2 separate regions of the Mus musculus genome follow, and region 1 is linked to region 2. A link is a contact called in public Hi-C data. All regions are on one chromosome and are shown on one strand. The core of a region is the stretch at or near the end of the contact, and the rest is flanking DNA. Distances in the headings are between cores, read along the strand shown.

What was found. Hi-C and Micro-C count contacts between places; a contact is called where the count stands out from the background.
Region 1: a Hi-C map of uterus shows a contact between it and region 2, with 2.8 times the contacts expected there. The contact joins the enhancer-like site here to the promoter of Rnf122 in region 2. A contact is called at or near these places in 2 of 39 promoter capture datasets (the HPC-7 cell line and frontonasal cranial neural crest), 2 of 484 Hi-C or Micro-C datasets (muscle stem cells and uterus) and 1 of 115 datasets of contacts at active chromatin or transcription factors (embryonic stem cells).

What each region holds. Positions count from the first base shown.
Region 1 is chr8:31,269,897-31,274,782 of GRCm38.p6, reverse strand. No RefSeq gene overlaps it. Among named protein-coding and RNA genes, the nearest start is that of Fut10, 85 kb to the right of the region's middle. Within about 2 kb of position 1,737, at least 58 of the 459 cell types and tissues checked have an H3K27ac peak or open chromatin away from gene starts, as enhancers often do. A contact at or near this core is called in muscle stem cells and uterus, where this site is marked.
Region 2 is chr8:31,109,996-31,114,457 of GRCm38.p6, reverse strand. Rnf122 (ring finger protein 122) reads right to left here and starts at 2,631. Exons shown (of 6, transcript NM_001368375.1): 1 at 2,286-2,631. The coding sequence starts at 2,310.

The DNA of each region.
Region 1 (4,886 bases), core at 488-2,987, 160 kb before region 2:
TGCCAGAGAAGTCCATGGAGTATAGTGGCCACAGGCAATTCCCAGGGAAATAGTCTTGCCAGCTACTCATCCTCTGGCTTATAAACAAGGGCCCTGCATATTATTTGTGGGACATTGAAAGTGTGAGATTTGTCTGTACCAGTTAAATCCATCCAAAATGACCCGGTGTGACCATATCCGTTTTCAGGATCTTGTGTTCTCACATGCTCCTTGAAACACAGGGTGAGATCCTCGGTGACAAAGGGGACTAAGTGTGTGGTGTGGAGAGGGGGACATCCCTGCTCTGTGATGATACATCTCACAACATTGCACAAGAACGTTCTGACAAAGCAAACAAGGGACTGTGTTCATATGTCAGTGAAGATTAAGAAAGAGGAGCCAAGTGTAGTGACCCAGTAATCCCAGAATTGGGGGGTGACGGGCTGGTCAAGGCTAGCTCCTGCTAGGCAGTGAGTTCCAGGTTAGCTCAGGCTACATAAAACAATCTCTCAAAGATGAGTGAAGAGAAAGTATGAAGATGTTATATAACATATAGGTTTGCAACATTTAGTGTGTGTGTGTGTGTGTGTGTGTGTCTGTGTCTGTGTCTGTGTGTATGTGTGTGTATGTGTCACGCACACACACATCCATGTGACAGGGCACAGCTATGAGTGTCAGAGGACAGCTTGTAGGAGTAAGTTCTCGTCTACCATTTGGTGGCTGAACTCAGGTCATCAGACTCGGCAGCAAGTGCCTTTGCCTGCTGAGCCATCTCTCTGGCCCCCTAGTCAAAAATTTACCAAGCCAAGTACGTTTAAATTTTAACTTTTTCAAAGTAACTCAGAACTCTCCCTCCGTTTACAATGAAAAGAGGAGAAAGGAAAAATAGATTTTTATCAGTGAATAGCTAACAGATGGGACCAGAAACATTTAGGGGAGAGGACACAGAGACAACTATGGTTGCCATGGTTTCTTTGAAATTCAGTAAACATAGGGACCCAAATGGACAGTGAAATCCCCCACTGGGAAGAGCAGCTTGTTGCTGCCTTCTTTCTTGGATAGTTGCCAAAGCAGGCTTTGACTGATGGGAGTCTATGCAAGATGACTAAAGTAGCTGACACTCACCCCCAGCTGTACTCATTTCAGATTAGCCTAGACTACGCTACCCTCCTACATAACAGTCGAAAACAAGCCATGACTATTCTAAATTAACCAGTTATCCCAGTGGGTAGAGCCTGAAGGAAATATATACACTCAAGAGAGCCCAGTCTCTGCTCTCTTGAGAATGGGTAAGAGAATATGTCAAATATCTTGTCAACTCTGGTAGACACATTCAGGCCCTTGGTCCTTCTCATCACCTTCCGGTCATCTACAAATCTGTTCAAATCCCAAACTGCCATATAATAGCATATTGTGCTTACACTGTCAAATACCCCCCACCCCCGCCTCCCAAATTTGTTCGTGCCGATGACAGAAAAGAAGACAATGAGGGTAGGCAGAGCTCTTTTGAGATTTCCCAGCGCAATGAAGACTGTCAAACAAACATTGAACACATGGTTTGGCTGAACTTGCATGTTTCGTCTAGAGGTTCTGATCAAGTTGACACAGACTAAAAAGTCTTTTCCAGGGTCACCGCAGAGCTCGCCAGAGATGAGATCACTGTTGAACAAAGTTCTACAGCAAGGCCCTCCTCCCCACAGCCAGAACAGATTCTAGTCCACACCAGCTCACCACGGGTCATTCCCTTCTTGTTTTCCACCTCCTACGCACGGCCCTCCAGTTCACTGCAGGATTGTGCAACCTCGGCGGGGACTGCGTGCGGCTGAGGGTGTAATGGTTCTGTGGATCGAGCCGCAGTCAGCAGTGACCGGTGGCAGGGCTGAGGGTACCTAAGCCTCCCACACTGAGAGCCAACTATGGTAGCTTGGCTCGGCGACATGTCTTCAGAAGCCAAAGGCTCACAGAGCACTTTTTAGAGCATTGAAATTTGTCCCTGTTATGAGTCTGTCCCAAAGCCCAAAGTTTGCAACATTGTATTTCCTGTCGGGGGAATTCTTGCAAATGAAGTGTTCACTTTCTGGGAGTGGGGAGGGTGGGAGGAAGTAGGGGAGGGGAGACACAGGAAGCCTTTCTTTCTGGAACTATCTGTAGATCAGCTCCACTGAGCAGTCTGCCCCAGCAGCTTAAAAGTCTTTCTATCACCCGAGAATGGGCTTCTATAACTCTTTCTCTACATTCTCCATACTTGTCTGTCCCATGCTGCTAGTCTTCTAGAGTTTGGGAAAATTTGAGAATCTTTTTATAACAGATGGGCCCAGACATATGATGGCTCAACTTACAGTATTTTCAACTTCATGATGTTATGAAAGTAATACACATTTATGGGACTGTAGTTCCAATTTTGAATTTAAATCTCTTCCCACACTGGGGTCATGCAATCTGAGACTCTCTAGTGAGGCCTGGTGGCGGCAGCAGGTCAGACTCCAGCAAGACGCAGGATCCTGGGGGGAAACAAGAGCACTTCATAGGGTACTCTGCCTGAGATGGAATATAGCACTCTAGATGGACAGAAGGCATGTTGAACTTATAAATGGTATTCTGAAAGCACTTTCTAATTCAAGGAACATCTGTTTGGTAAAGTTTATTTGGGAATATTTGACTTTCAAAACATGGATGAGAATACGAATTTTGGAAAGAGTCAATAGGAGATAAATATAGATGATATTGACGCAGCTATAGAGGAAGACAGGCATATAGATAGACTTAGACAGATGTCATGAGATTTATTGAGGGTCTTGGCTCATGTGATTATAGTTGCCAAGAAGCCCCTCTGCCTACTCCCTGCAGCTGGAGAAAAAGGGGGGCTCTGAGTATAATTCCTGGTCCAAGAATTATTCAAGAACTGAAAAGGGCAGGCAGTAGGGGTGGCAGTGGAATTCCAAGCTTGAGTCCAAAGGCCCCCAAACCAAGATCGTCAACGCTTGGGGAGGAGAAGGTTCTGGCTCAGGAAAAGTGGGGGTTGGGACCTTACTAGGCCTCTCTTCGTCATGGAAAATAATAAAGCCCCATCTTTTAATATGAGCATCTGTCATTTTTATATCAAAACCCTCTTTCATAACTCTTCCAATGATCTAATAACTTTAAATGACTATTAGCTCTTGGTTACAATTGCTTTACAAAGAGAAAATTGGAAAATACCTTGTTTGCTGGAAATCCCCATTTTAATTGACTTCAATCGTTTGCTATCACAGGTAGCAATCTGTTTCTATGTGAACCTTGGTTTTCTGTTTCTTCTTCTGTCTCTTTTTCCTTTTATTTTTTTTAAAATTTATTTATTTATTATATGTAGTACACTGTAGCAGTCTTCAGACACTCCAGAAGAGGGCATCAGATCTCATTACAGATGGATGTGAGCCACCATGTGGTTGCTGGGATTTGAACTCAGGACCTTTCAGAAGAGCATTCGGTGGTCTTAACCGTTGAGCCATCTCACCAGCCCCCCTTTTATATTTTTTAACTCCAGTGTTTATTCCTGTTGCCAAGGAGTTGGATAATTCCTGACAGGACTGAGATTTTTCTTTGGGGGTGGGGATGGATATAACAATGGCAAGCCCTTGGAAGCAAGCCGCTGTCCAGCCTATGCACATGTGTAGATGGTGATTGGACGCAGCCCGTAGGATAAAACTTGACCCTTTGGAGGTGCTCCCGTTAAGTAAGCACTGGCTCGTTCAGACATTTCTATAGGAATGATTGCTTCTAGATGTACCAACTGCAGAGCTGAACACCCCCCCCTTTATTGAAAATAGCTTTATATTTCTCACATAATATACCCTGGTTATGATTTCTATCCCTCTCCTCCTCCTGGTTCCTCTCCACTTCCCCTCCCATCTGGATCCACTTCATCTCTTTCTCTCCTTAGAAAACAAACAAGTTTGAGGGCTGACTGTGTGACTCAGTGGGGAGAGCACTAACCTAGCAACCATGAGGACCCAGGTTCGATCCTCAGCACTGCATAAAATCACTACTTGAGAGATGGTGACGAGCTCAAGGCCAGTCTGGGCTACTTGAGACCCTATCATAGAAAAAAAAAAAAAAAGTCAAGCAGGTCTTTATGGTAAAATATAGAATAGAATAGAATAGAATAGAATAGAATAGAATAGAATAGAATAGAATAGAAACTAATACATCAAAATAGAAACAAAAACAAACAGAAGGAAGAGTCCCCCAAAAAAGCACATGAAATTTACATAGTCACAAGGACACGTTTGTTGTTGTTGTTTTTTTTCACACAGTCAAGAATCCCATAAAAATGAAACTGGAAACCATAATATATATGCAAAAGAACTGTGGGGTAAAAAGAGAATATATATAGTAAAATAAGATAAAATCCAAAAAGAAACCAGCCCTGACATGACATAATGAGACAGGAGCCTCCGGTGATGCTGTTAAGTTTGTTTTCTGTTGCCATCTACTGTTGGGCATGCAGACTACCTGAATAATAGTTTGTTTCCCTAGTGAGACTCTCTTGGAGAACACTGAATTTTCATTACAAATGCTTATCAATTGGGGATCATCTCTGGGTTAGGGATGGGAGTATTTGTCCTTTTTTTTTTTTCCTTTGTTTACATTCCCAACCACCAACCAGTTTCTCCTCCCAGCTCCCAATCCTTCCCCCCTGCTACCACCACCTCCATTTCTCTTCAGAAAATGGCAGGCCTCCCATGGCTATCCACCAGCCATAGCCTATCAAGTTGCAGTAAGACCAGGCACCTTCTCTCCTATTAAGGCTGGAGGAGGCAACCCAGTAGGAGGAAAGGGTCCCAAAGGAGGCAGGCAACAGAGTCAGAGGCAGCCCCTGCTCCTACTATTAAGAGTCTCAAAAGTAGACCAAGCTGCACGACTTTAAC
Region 2 (4,462 bases), core at 1,382-3,881:
CACCCATGCTGGAGCAGGCCTTGATGATACAGCTCTCTGAGTCATTTCTAGTGGGATTCCTGTCTGAGGTGAATAGCCATTGCATTTTCCCATGAAAAGTTGTGTCACACAAAGGCTGACATCATAGTAGCTTATGCCTCCCATTCTCAGCATTCTGAGCTTTCTTAAGGGCATTGTGGGTGACAATGGAAACCTGTCCATAAAACTAAGCAAGAGATCTGTTTCTGTTGCAGTGTGATTACCTTTCATTCTATACTCTCAAGTACAGAATTGATTCGGATGTTATTATTATTTTAACTTCAGAGTATTTGTATATAGGGTGATGTGTCTCCAGGATACAGCTCAAGTCTAAACATGAAATTCATCCTGTTTCATGTACACCTCATTCATGCAGCCTGAAGAGAACTTTACACATTCTAAATATTTTGTGCATGAAGTTTTTTTTTTTTTTTTTTTTTTTTTTTTTTTTTTTTTTTTTTTGGTTTTTTGAGGCAGGGTTTCTCTGTGTAGCCCTGGCTGTCCTGGAACTCACTCTGTAGAGTGAGTTCTGGCCTGGAGCTCAGAAATTCGCCTGCCTCTGCCTCCCAAGTGCTGGAATTAAAGGCGTGCACCACCACACCCAGTCACGAAGCCAAGTTTAATGGTGTGAAATTTTCTCTTGTGACATGCTAGACTTCTAGAAATGTTGGACTTTATGAGATTGTATTGTCAATCGGAAATCAAAGAATGCTCATCCTAGGATATGAGGTCTCTAGACGTCCTTCAAGGGAGCAAAAGTGGGGTTCCATCCCCTCTGGAGTCATAACACAGGATCTGCCAGTCACTTTAATAAGTGCAAGATAAAGGGTGCTGAGCAGGTCAGTGATCGATCGAATATGTTTAATAGGAGCAAGCTCTGCGTTCCAACACCGCGGGGGTGGGGCAAAATAAAACTCTTTCAAAGGATGCTGCCCAGAAAGGTCCGGGTTACTGACAGCTTAGCTCTAGCTAAATCCCAGGTCCATTGTCTTCCGACCTGACACCAGAATGTCTCATCTCAGCTGGCAGTCTGCAAGCTGGAATGACGTCAGAGCGGGGCTGGCCAAGACCAGCGGATCTGGGAACTGCTTCTTTCCAGCCAAAGGGAATCTTTCCCAGATGCTGGGATACACCGTCAGGCCTCAACCCCCCATTCCCGCCCCTCCTCTCCATTACCAGCCTATCACACACAGCTTGGTTCATTTTCAGGAAATTAGATCCGACCAGCAAAAGGAGGAAGGAGGGGGGATGGGGGCTACTCATACACATGCGGCCCAAACCCTGCTTTAAAACAAAAGACTCTTGAAATAATTAGTCCAAGATCATGCAGAAGTCTACTTAAGAATGGATTTTTCACAAGCAACCAGACTGCCATACCAAAAAACTTAAAAAAAAAAAAGTTAGCTTCTTTCCACCTCGCCAACTTGCCTAGAAAAAGTGATCAAGATTTTGGGTACTTCTGGGGGAAGGGTGGGTGGTATTAACATCGAAGACTTGGCTCAGAAAGATCCAACAGGTAGCCTAGACAGGAAATCCAGACCCGCTTTCTAACCTGTAACACCTGAGCTGCCCCAAAGCCTCAGATGAACTAATTTAGCATCATCACGCGGTGGGGTGTGGGAAGCGGTTGGTGGTGGGTGGCTGGCTGTGCTGGAAGGTACCGTCACCACCTAGGCTGAAAGCAGACCCCAGGGTCTGGCCTTATTGCCAGAAAGCAAAGCTTTTGCCAGGCCAGCCCTGAGCTGGGGGCCCAGCTTTCTTTCTGCAAGGCTTTATCTATTCAGTAAAGCGACGCTCTTTTAATCCAGCGTCTGGCCCCTAGGAGCCAGTGAAAACCAACAAAGAAAAAGAAAGTCACCCCGCGCCTTGTCCCGCACGCTGCACTGTATACATATTTAAAATAGCCTGCAAAGTTTCAGAACCGGAACTTGAGCTCCCTCTAGGAGATCCTAGCCCGAGCGCGGATTTAATTCTCCAACCACCACAACAAAGAACAGAGTTTGAGAGCGCACAAAGGCAGGCGAAGGGGTAGAAGAGATGGACCGCCATACAAAGGCCGGGAAGACTCGGCTCACACGCCCCTGGCCCTCCACTCGCTTCCAGACCCCCTTTATTCCCAACAAAGTGAATGGGATCTTTCTAACTGCGCGCTGTGCAGAGCCCAGCAGGGCGCCAGGACGCCTTCTGGGCCGTCCCAGACACCGGGAAACTCGGCTCAGGACCTGAACCTGCGCGGTCCCTGTTCTCCCACCGGTCCAGGGACTCACCGTTACACCACTGGAATGGGTGCATCAATGAAGTCAAGGTCGGCTTCCGGGAGCAAACCGAGGCAAGGTGTTGGAGCTGGAGGGGCTGTGCACTGAGACCGCCGGGATGGAGATGCAACTCCCGGAGGAGTGGAGTCAAGGGTTACAGAGAGGCCGGTTTGCAGAGCAACAAAGAGGGCAGAGGAGGAAGCAAAGTCTTTTCGGAGCGAAGCCCTACCGAGGGCCCGGGCCGGGAGGGCAGCCGAGAGAGCCGGGATGCCCGGCCGAGAAGGCAGTAGCCAGGACACGAAGCCGGGCTTGGGTCCCACTGCGCTGAGCAGTGCGCGCTGGGATTCCGAAAACTGACACCGCACGGCTCACACCCCCCTCCCTAGGACTGCTCCCTCCCGGGAGCCCGCCCCCTTTTCGTCACCTGCCCTCCGGCCAATGGGAGCCTTTCTCCTGCCCTGGGGTATTATTTACAAGCCAGTTTACCCTCTGGACAGGGGAGCTTTTTTCTGGGTAGATTCCTACCCCGCCTCCTAGCCAGACCTGGGGAGTCCCTAGCCTGCAGAACGGCGTGAGAGGCGACGCCTGCAGGGGGCGAAGATCGCCGCCTCCTAGGACCCGGGCGGGGAGGGCTATGGTGGTGGAATGACACGAGGATTAGTGCCACTTTTGTTTTCCGCCTACAGATCCGTGTCTGTCTCGAATTTCTATAGCTCTGTAGAAGGCAGTCCTGGGAGTTGGTTCCACTTGTCCTTCGCCTTTAGACCTGGTTATGCGTGGCAGCTAGCGCATTCCCAGACCCACCGCGAAAGGAGAGAACTGAGGCAAAGAGGGCAAAGCAGATGAAACTCAAAACTCCATCTTCAAAGGGCTATTGTTCTCACATCACTTCAGGACAGAGCCTTCTTTTACAAACAAGAATAAGGCCTAAAGCTGAAGGCCATACCGTGCCAGGATTCCAATCTCCTAGACTGTGGCGAAAACCCGGAAACTGGCTTTGTCAATGGCCGGGACAGGGGTCTTGCTTCGGTGTTGAATGGACAGGGGATGAAGGGGGGGGGGGATCTCAAATCTCCATGTAGTATTATTTATTTTGGATGACATTGCATAGTTTATTTTATATGTTTATTATTTTGCTAATGGAAAGCTATTTGGTCCTAACTGACCTCCAACTCCAGAGATCTGCCCTCCTCTGTCTCCAGGGTGCTAGGATGAAAGGCCTGTGCCACCATACTCAGGCTTGTTTATGTATGCTTTTGTTTATCTTTCCACTTAAAAGAAAGTATTACCATCAGTGCATAGAGTATCATTGAAAGTACCCCGGTGCAAGGCGCCACAGCCACGTTCAGAAGCAGTGTGTTGAGTAGACCCACAAATAAGCAAGCAAAACGGCCTGCTCTTCCTTTGTCAGGACTTATCATCCCACTATTGATTTGTTGGAACTGAGTCTCTGGCCCCTGAGCGAGCTAATGCATGCGAATGAATGTTTTGCCATTTCCAAGCACAGTCGTTAAAGTATCAAATATCCTGACCTGCATCTCAGGGCTGCTGGAACAAATGCAATCTTCTTATCTCTGGGGATGGTCGGATAGTCTCCAAATCCAGAAGGCCTTTGTGGACGGTGATTGTGGTGTTTGCATATACACCGTACTTCCCTTAACATCAAGTTGCATACCCCCCACCCCCCAATATTTGTGTAACTTAACAATATGGAAGGCTCACTGTAGTTCATCAATTTAGTGGGGGCAGTGTCGTGTACAGATCAAATTTCTAGGTGTTGTTGTTATTGTTATGAAACAGGGGTTATTAACTATGTAGCCAGGCTAACCCCAAACATAGAGGTTTGACTACCTCTGTCTCTTGAGAGTTGTGTATGTGGCACCACCGCCTGGCTGTCTTAGTGGGATCACTGCAAAGGGTTTCTAAAGGCCTCTCGGATCCTCCCCTAAACCCCACCCCCTCCACTTTAGAGCCCCAGGGAGAAATGTGACATTTACTAACTCTGGAGCTTAAGCCCAGATATTGTTTTGTTTGTTTGTTTGTTTGGATGGTTTTGAGTTTTTGAGACAGGTTTTCTCTGTGCAGTCCTGGCTGGCCTCGAACTCACTCTGTAGATCAGGCTGGCCTCAAACTCAGAAATCCGCCTGCCTCCCAAGTGCTGGGATTAAAGGCGTGCTCCACCAAAGTGC